Linked DNA regions of Hordeum vulgare: region 2 is linked to region 1. The links are chromatin contacts, called in public Hi-C maps. All regions are on one chromosome and are shown on one strand. Each heading gives the region's core, a stretch centred on a gene start, on an enhancer-like site or on the middle of the called end of the contact. The rest is flanking DNA. Distances are from core to core; before and after follow the strand shown. Region 1 overlaps LOC123443621 (nicotinamide adenine dinucleotide transporter 2, mitochondrial-like). Region 2 has its middle 480 kb from the start of LOC123443621.

Region 1 (4,804 bases), core at 679-3,178:
CAACAACTGACGAGTTCTTTACTTCTCACTGGGATAACTGAATGGAGCAATTGTTAATGCCTACTAAAAATGAGGAGTCTATTTTCAAATGAAATACATAAACTTATGAAATGAGAGGCTAAAGAAATATTTTATCCATTACAAATGTAAGGTGTATTTTTGGCAAGACAAGGATTTGACCAAGAGTTAGTCTGTTAATATGTGGTTTATGTGTACAAAGTCAGAATCAGGATACTTTGGACAACATATCTAGTGACACCAATTCCATGCCTTAATAAACAAAATAGGCCCTGACATGGATGGAGTATGATATATCTGATCTCCTTTAGGAGTTAAATCAGAGAAAGAAAACAGAGAGATGTGTTTAATTTATCAAGAAATAATCACCTTTTTTTGGCACATCAAAAGGCCCTTTTGTATTATTGTAATTTTCAATCATTGGTTTACACGCAGGTTGTAAGATCTAAGTTGCAAGAACAAGGCCGTGTTCCCCATGGTGCTATACGGTATATAGGTGTAACGGACTGTATAAAGCAAGTGTTACAGAAGGAGGGGATTGCTGGATTCTACCGAGGTTGTGCTACAAATTTGTTGCGAACAACGCCGAACGCTGTCATTACTTTCACTAGTTATGAGATGATCAATCGACTCATGCACAAGCTCCTGCCCTCCTAATTGAAAGGTGGAACTTTATTGCGGTCCCTCCGCCTTATTTTGTCTTTTAGGGCTTGTTAAGTTGTGCCCTCAGCAGAACCCCCCTACTTGGTGTCGTGCTACCTTGTGTGTGTGTATGTGTCTGGATTTGGTCTTATGTTTGTATTCTTGGTATGATGGTTTGCTTTATATATATAAAGCGGGGTGAAAGATTTTCTCGGCAAAGGTGGAACAAACAAATCTTCAATGTGCTTGCAATGCTTAATCATAAGTTCTGGCTGTAATGGTTTGTTATCGTGGTTGCATTGCCATTTGTCCATTATTGAAGAAAAGATATCTGTTAATGACAGATTTTGGTGAAAGTAGACAGATCTAGAGGTTTGTGTTTTGCCGTGACGGAGAAGCCCTATTCATTTAAATTAATTCTGCATAGTTGTTAGGAGCAAATCGTTGTCTACAGAACGTTGGCATGCTTTTAGAAAAGGACTGATAACATCCGATCGCTCTGTTTCTAACTTCAGATCCAAACGATCCCTTCCTTGCTATGATTCCTTCCGTACATTGTTACCAAACCAATTGCTCTTGCTTTTGCATCGTTAATAGGTAAAAAGGCTAAGGTATTTGAAAACATTTAGCACAGATAACTGCCATGACAACGACTCCAAGAAGAGGACGACACCCTTGGGTGTCGCTGCTACCAACAGAAAATGCATGGATTTCGCTCTGGCCAGAGTCTGTGCGATCCCAATCCATTGAAGTACGAATCGGCAAAGAAGTCGGGCATAGGTGTGAACCACGACCATAGGCATGGGAGTGATGCTGGAAGCGTAAGCAAGGAAGCGGCGGACGGGGCACATAGGTGGGTGGCTAGACGGAATGAGAAGCAATGCAGGGTGTGATGGTGGCCGCGGCTCGAGCGAGCCAGGATCTGGAGGGTAGCACAATTTTGGGTCGCCGGCACCGAAACCGAAAGGACGTCGATGGGCCCAAGAAATTAGAAGGGGGCGTAGGTCCCGGAGTACGCCAGAATTAAAGATGTGTCGGGGTGGACGGCCAACCAAAGCACCAGCAGGGTGGGGGTGCGGACGTGCCAGCAAACCAAGGGAGCTGGAAGGAGCATAGCTCCCGGGGCACGTCGGGCCCGAAGCTAGCCCAGTCGATCGTGGACGCAGGAGGGATCATGGTTTCACGTTCCCCAGGCAACACTTGCCCCTGCCGTGGTGGGGTGGTGATGGTGACCACATGCATAGCCAAATCCTGACCGTGCCTCCAAGGTCGCCGTCCAAGGGAGGGCCGATCCGAAGCTCGTGAGCGAGCGTGGGGGAAGAGGAGCCGCACCACAGACGACGCGCGGGGCCGTCGGATGAGCCGCAACGAGCTAGGAAACGTCGCAGCTGGCCGCAGGCGAAGATCCAAATCCCGACAGAGGGAGGGTCACAATCGCATGGGGGCACTCGCATGGGGGCACGAGGAGGAAGCCGTTGGACCAGCCATCGTTCGCGGGACGGGGTGGGGTGCTGGACGCGACGCCACGGGAGGGGCTGGTCGTGACGTGCGTCAAATCTACCATGGGGAAGCTCCCAGGAAGGGGAAAAGGTGCAATGCGTCAGGTCCGCCTTGCCGTCGCCATCCCGGGGTCCGACGCGACTTCGCTAGCCGACCCTCCGACGGCGGCGATGCGGGAGAGGATGGCGTGGAGGTGGCTTGCTGGGCGGTGGCTAGGGTTCCCTCGTGCCGCCCGAGGACGAGGGCCACACGGGGGTCGGGCGGTTAGCGTCAACTCTATTTCACTATCATGGTGAACGTCAAATGATTTTCATTGTGAATAAAAACACCTCAACTAAAATTTGAGTTCTTACTGTATTGAGTGTAAGTTATCAAGCCATATTACCATGCTATTCATAACATAAAAAGTTATCAGTGTGTATTTGAACAAATCACCCCCTTCCTACGCGGTCAAACATATAATGTGTTGTAGTAAGTTATAGTCTATAGTGCATAGATTATCACCCTGCTTACACAAAAGTTAATGGGACCGAGGACGATTTGCGGGTGCGGCGGCGGCGATATTCGATGATTATTTTTATTACGCGTGTGATTTTGTAGTTACTAGAGTCGAACATTGTAATAGAGAAGCAAGATTTTATGTGGCTTCTGAATGGTTTGATGAACCATTAGATGAAATTGTAATGTTACTCACAGACGATGTAGTAGTTATTTCTAATGAATAAAGTTCATGTTTATTTAAAAAAAAGAGTTAATGGGTGTATGTTTTCACACTTTTCTTGACCTCCCCTCCACCTTTAAAAAAAGTTACCATTGTGTTTGGTTGTAAGTTATCATGCTGGCGATGAGTAAATTATCATGCTATTTATACATAAGTTTAGGGGTGGGGGGGTTAAATAAAAAACTTTTTAAACCCTAAGGTCAAAAGTTACCATGTGTCATGCTCGTTCTTCGAGGTGGCACCGTGGATGATGCTATGTTATTCACTACCGAGTCTATAAAACTCCCCCTCCCTCCGGTTTGGAAGTTTTAATAGGTGAAAGGACGTGGATGTCGCCTAGAGGGGGGGGGGTTGAATAGGCGCTTTAAAATAATTACGGTTTAGGCTTGAACAAATGCGGAATAAAATTGACGTTTAATTTGTCAAGCACAAAACCTACAACAACTAGGCTCACCTATGTGCACCAATAACTTATGCTAAGCAAGATAAACAACTAAGTGATAGCAAGATATTATGACAATAAACAATGTGGCTATCACAAAGTAAAGTGCATAAGTAAAGAGTTCGGGTAAGAGATAACCGAGGCACGCAGAGACGATGATGTATCCCGAAGTTCACACCCTTGCGGATGCTAATCTCCGTTGGAGCGGTGTGGAGGCACAATGCTCCCCAAGATGCCACTAAGGCCACCGTAATCTCCTCACGCCCTCGCACAATGCAAGATGCCGTGATTCCACTAAGGGACCCTTGAGGGCAGTCACCGAACACTTACAAATGACAACCCTTGGGGCGGTTACCGGTACCCGTACAAATTGCTCGGGGCAATCTCCACAACCAGTGGCGGAGCCAGGAAAAATTAGGAGCCGGGGCGGGCTACAAGCTAAAAAAAATTGGCGAATCCGAACCAGATATTTCGTTAAGCAACTACAAAACATCTAGAGTGTCGTAAAATCGCAATAGTTACGAAGTGAAACAACCAATATTATATTGTTCATACACTATCAAAAACTGAAATCAAATACGACAACTAATTGAAATAGCACTCATGAAAAAATACTAAATATCCAAATGTTCGATGAAGCACACCAAAAAGGACCCTAGAGGACAAAAGGTCAGAATTAGTAATCTATAGCTGAGTTAGAAAAACTTAATTGAAAGGCACGGAACGTACCAATAAAATGCTAATGATGCCTCGGTAAAATCCCTTTTCGAGCCTTCATAGCCTGAGACCTTCGAGTAATAACATCATCATCGAGTGATTTAAATACTTCACGTTCGGTGTAGCATATCATCAAGTGATTAAACCAATCATCACTAATCGTGATACGCAATTTAGACTTGATAATTTTCATTGCTGAGAAAGCTCTCTCAACAGACGGCGTTGACACACTCAGTAGCAAAGCTAACTCAATGAGTTTGTAAACCAATGGAAAGACCAATTGTTTCTCTGTTTCAACCATTTTTCTAGACAAACTTTCAACATCTTTGCAAGTAGAAAATGCAACATGGTTTCTCAAATGAAGAACATAAGTCTCAAGTTGGTCCCTCAATACTGCACGGTCACTATTTGAGAAATCTGCACAATATATTTCAGCAAGCCGTGATAGCTTCTCCACATCAAACTTGGAGAAAGAATTCTTGGGATCAAGACACGAGAAACATGCAATTACCTCTTGATTTGAGTCACCGAAGCGATGATTCATCTCAACACATATTTTGTCAATAACAACATAGAAAATCTCGGCCCGATAATAATGAAGATTGGTGATAGTCCTTCCCTCTTTTCTCGAGCGACCATGAACTGGTATTTCATCATCCATATTAGGAACTGGAATACCTTTGGAATTGCAAAATTGTTGGACCTCGTCCTCGAGACTCTCCCAACCACTATCTCTCATGGTAGCCAAGCGGAGTTTAACATCA
Region 2 (4,804 bases), core at 1,049-3,548, 420 kb after region 1:
TTATGTACCATTTTTCTCGAATATGACCTTCATGGCCAAGTTTTCATATACATTGCAGCGGAAAATATTCACCGATAGAGTGAACCCATGACATTTACCTTAACCTACAGGAATTCTGACTCGGAAGCGTACTAGCCCGCATGAATGTCACCAAGATAACCTTCATCATATCATGTTCAATCATGCCTGGTCAACGAGTTAACCAGTGGCAAGCCAATGAGTACCTTGAATGTACTCGCAAGCAACTCATGTGTGGAACAAGGCAATAACAATGCATGACATAGCACTAAGTAGGTAAGTTTGCAGAAAGCTAATTTTGAGTGCAATGACATGATCAATTTCTTGTGAGGCATGCATCATGAGGTAAACGATATCCATACGAACAGGTTATGGATTTCAATATCAACTAAGGGTTGAACATCCCATATTCACCCATCATGCCAAGTTGTCCGACTTAGCTCAGGTATCATTTTCCTCACATGATCACCTTTCTCAAACGTGCACACTATTTGGTAAACATGGACGTAGCCCAAGAGCGTTCATCCAACTGTCCTTGAACATGGACACGACTATTCGAATAATTTTACACTCTGTAGAGGTTGCACACGTTACCCACAAGACTCAGGAAACTTTCGTGTCAAGACATGAGTAACGGTATTTTTCAATCCCGAGGTAAGTATCCGAGCATCACCTTTCCCATGATGATACTAGCAAAGATACCACTCGTTTGTGACAATCCCTCGTGATGCACATTCATGCGTCATCCACGAGGGCACGCAATGGTGTGCCCGGTGTTTGTGAAAACAACCCATGGTCACCCTTCTCTGGACACGGCCCCGTCTCAAGAGTGACCACGTGATTCCCGCCAATGCGGGCTCTCTACTAGCACCAACCATAGTAATTAACAAAGCCCTGTCACATAAGGGGTATCATTGTTGTACATGTAAGGTTGGAGTAACAGTCGCAACTTAAACCAATCTGATTTCTGAAAAAACTACACACTCGCTAGCCTCGGTACACCACTTCTATCCCAAGTGGCTACTTAGCTCACACCATCTCCCTCGAGCATTAGTGGCACCCGACGGGGTTTTTGTAAACCCTTTGAAATCACTTTCCTTTATCGTCACCATGCATGGTCTCATCCCATTGCGTAGCAACTACTAGCAACCTAACTACTTCCCACCCACACAACCCTCATAGGAAGTTAGGGTCATGCTCAAGTGCAAGTGCCAATGAGGAGTTATCGAAAACAACCAACTTATGGAGTCACTGATTCAAGATGATCTTATGCATTGGAACAAAGTGTTATATATGAGATGCATCAAAATAGTTTCTTACACATGGTCAAAGGGTTGCATGCCTTGCTCAACAATGTGTCTGGGATCTTCACGAGCTTCTAGTCCACTCCGATCACCTCGTCTATCTCGTCAACTATCGCCGGAACACGCACAAGGAGCAACACCACAAGAAGAAAACAAAAGTGCTCTAAAAATAGGAGTTTTATTTTTCTTGGACATCTTTGGTTATAAGAAAAATTATGAATCTTGTTCTAAGAGATTTGGATCACCACAGATTTCCGAACGGTGGAAATGGAGGCATCAGTGGCCCGCAAGAAGTCAATAGAAAATATTATCTTAAAAAATGAGTGGATGCATTTATCTGATAGGGCATGATTTTAGAAAACTTTTTGAATTGGTCTCACTGGATTTGGAGTTGGGATGATTTTCCTACATATTTAATATTTTCGAATAAATGGTGGAAGTTCTATTTATTTGGTCGAACAAAAATAATGTATGAGAAACATGTTCGCCTAGGCTAGAAAAATAGAGCATGATTTTAGAGTCATTTACAAATTGGAATCACTCCATTTGGAGTTGATTTGAGTCCTCTAGGAATTTTGGAAGGTGGAGTTTGAGTAGTTCAAATTCAAATTTGAATTTGAACACTATATATAAGATTTTTGTAAAAATGTGCAATGCTCATATTTTGATAGGTTATAATTTTAGAAATCTATAGGACCTCCAATTATTAAATTTGGAGTCATTATGAATATTTGATGGATATTTGAACCTGTGTGGATAAAAAAAGGAGGGAGAAGGGTTTTATACCACTAGGCTATTTAGCGTCAGGGGCAGGATAAGCAATTGGGCCGACCCAACAGCTTCAATTGCACACATAGGAGGCCATCGAAGGCGCCTTCCAGGAAGAAGCTTTCACCACAAAAATACACAACTCGGTGGGAGGCACGTCCACTTAAAGAGGGGGCCCGGGACTTAGCTACCAACCACCAGGACCCGCTGTCAGATCCACCTCCCACCTCCTGCCAGAGTAGGGGAGAGGCGGGGGAGCTCGACCAAGCACGCGCCGGCACCCGACCTGATGTCTCTAGCCGCCCTTGGCGGCGCTCCGGCCACCGGTAGGCCCGAGGTGGCCTACCACACTCACCTGGGTGGCCGTTGGCCCCGGGGACGGTCGGGGGCGACCTCAGCTTCGGCCATGGCGGAGGATATCGATGGCGGCACTGGGCATGGTGCGAGAGCCATCGAGAGGGGGGAATGGACCACGGGGAGGAGAGTTGGGACTTTGTAGTGGTCCAGCTGAGGGTGAGAGGAGAGGAGGGGCTCGAGGGAGCTCACATTTGAGCGAGGCCGAGGCAGACCATGGCAGCCATCAGAAGGGGGTGCAGAGCCCGGGGCTCCAATGGCTCGGACCAGGGGGGTTCTTGGGAGTAGGAGGAGTGAGAGAGAGTCGAGTGGGGGCTTGGGGCGAGGTAAAATGGAGGGGGCGAGTGAGGGAAGCGCGGGAGATCTGGAGTGCTCTAGGCACGACGAGGACACATAACAGAGGAGCTTTGGAGGCAAGCTGGCGTCGTGGATGGGCGTGGGAGGCCAAGAGGGATTTCCTGGCATACTCGGACATTCTGCCACTGCTGGACATGAGTTAGAGGATGAGGACAAAGTGCAGAGCGCCATTTCTATAGGCTAAAGGTGTGGTGACCATGCCCACTAGTGTCGAGGGCATATTTTGCTCTGCCAAAGCTTGCCTAGAGTGTGAGGCCCATATGGTAAAAGGTGATGGAGGAGTTTGGACCCATATGGGTCTATGTAGGATGGGTTTCATCTGTGGTTAAGTTTACAGCAACAAACTTGGGGCTAGCAAAAAGGGTTTCTACTGGGGGACTTGGGATGACACCATGTCTAGTAGCCTTGGCTATACAATAACTTCAAGACTACGAAGTTTCAGCTTAGGGAGAGGACTGTAGCTAGCACTTGTAGTTCAAGGCAACATTTCTGCCAAAAATCAAGTATTAGAAGGGTTGCTCATATTTTCCACATGAGCATGATATATCTTTGTTGGAAGTGGTGCACTAGCACACTAGAGGTGTTGTGGAAACATTTGGGGGCATTTGCGTGAACATTAATAATGGAAGAGGGGTAAAAGAGGTGCTGCCAAGGTAAAAAGGAGAGGTAAAGAGAGGGAGTTACCCTCTATAATTGATCAAGGGCCATGGCAAAGTTACTAGATGTGGTAGAGGGCTAGCAAAAGCTATGGTAAAATTCTTGGAACAAGGAGAATAACTTAGGGCCACCATTGCTTGTCCTCTAGTTTATGGCAGAAGGTGTTTGACGATGTCTAGGGACACCTAGTGGGATCCAATGCCCATGATATTCAACATAATCCTATGATAATTAAAAATGAGGCTAGACACGAAATTTGATATTTGTTGGAGAAATTTTCCAATGTAGACCTGAAAAACCCTAGAAATGGGCAGAAGTGGCTTTCTGTAGATAAATCCATATAAATTAATTCCCACTGAGTTGAAACTCTTATATATGGAATATATATGTCCACTTAGTTTCCCTAAATTTTCCCAACTATTTTAAAAGAAAGAAAAATATTTTTTCTCCATAAAAGACCATTTGTGGCCTCATAAAAAGGTGATTAAATAAAATAGGAAAGTAAATTTTAAAATAATAATTTTGTGGTTTTGGGAAGTCTTTTTGATAATAGGATTTAAATAAAATATTTGCAGCAAAACATCTTCGCTAATTTGAGGACTTGTAGTACAAACCTCAATTCATGGGTTATTGAAAAGCAAAATTAATTAAATTATTTTTGGTCCAAATATTATTTGGTAAAAATTAGTTTTAGGTCCTACTCACATGGTATGATCATTGGGAAAGGACTTGGGGCCAAGGAGATCAGTCCAGAGAGTATGAGGAAATTTTGTGATATAAAACACTAGCAAACAAGTAAGGAAACAACAATTAGTTCAAACATCATATATCACAGACAAAGTTTTTTTTACCAACCACACAGAAAGTTTTAAAGTGGCTATCTCTAAGGATTGGCACATGAAGAAAGTCATGCTTGTTGAATCCCTTGGCTTTAACCTCATGTCGGTCTTAATGCTTTGTGATCTTGATATGATTGTCATCTTTGGAAAATATAGATGTGTAGTCATCATGGAATCTGACAAATCCAAAGTCTTTGAATGCTTTAGGAGAGGATACTTGTATATTGTTGCCTTCTCTACATCTCCTCGACCAGCCACATGTCTACTAGCAAAAACCTCAGAAGGTTGGCTATGGGATCGGTGACTAGGTCATGCAGGCATGAGGAATCTGCACACACTCGCAAAGAAGGAGCATGTCATTGGCATCGAAACCGTCAAATTCCTCAAGGACCATCTCTGCGGTGATTGTGAGTGTGGAAAAATCACCATATCCAAACACCCCTCGAGGACTATCATGACTACTACTCGTCTGTTTGAATTGCTTCATTTGTATCTATTTGGATCTAC

What was found. A called contact is a pair of places that touch in the nucleus more often than the background predicts.
Region 2: a Hi-C map of leaf shows a contact between it and region 1, with 6 times the contacts expected there. The contact joins two enhancer-like sites. A contact is called at or near these places in 2 of 6 Hi-C or Micro-C datasets (leaf and seedling) and 1 of 1 datasets of contacts at active chromatin or transcription factors (embryo).

What each region holds. Positions count from the first base shown.
Region 1 is chr3H:252,034,918-252,039,721 of MorexV3_pseudomolecules_assembly, forward strand. LOC123443621 (nicotinamide adenine dinucleotide transporter 2, mitochondrial-like) reads left to right here. Exons shown (of 9, transcript XM_045120094.1): 9 at 454-879. The coding sequence ends at 675. Among protein-coding and RNA genes, the nearest start is that of LOC123443621, 56 kb to the left of the region's middle. Within about 2 kb of position 1,929, at least 3 of the 3 cell types and tissues checked have open chromatin away from gene starts, as enhancers often do. A contact at or near this core is called in leaf and seedling, where this site is marked.
Region 2 is chr3H:252,455,358-252,460,161 of MorexV3_pseudomolecules_assembly, forward strand. No RefSeq gene overlaps it. Among protein-coding and RNA genes, the nearest start is that of LOC123443621, 480 kb to the left of the region's middle. Within about 2 kb of position 2,299, at least 3 of the 3 cell types and tissues checked have open chromatin away from gene starts, as enhancers often do. A contact at or near this core is called in leaf and seedling, where this site is marked.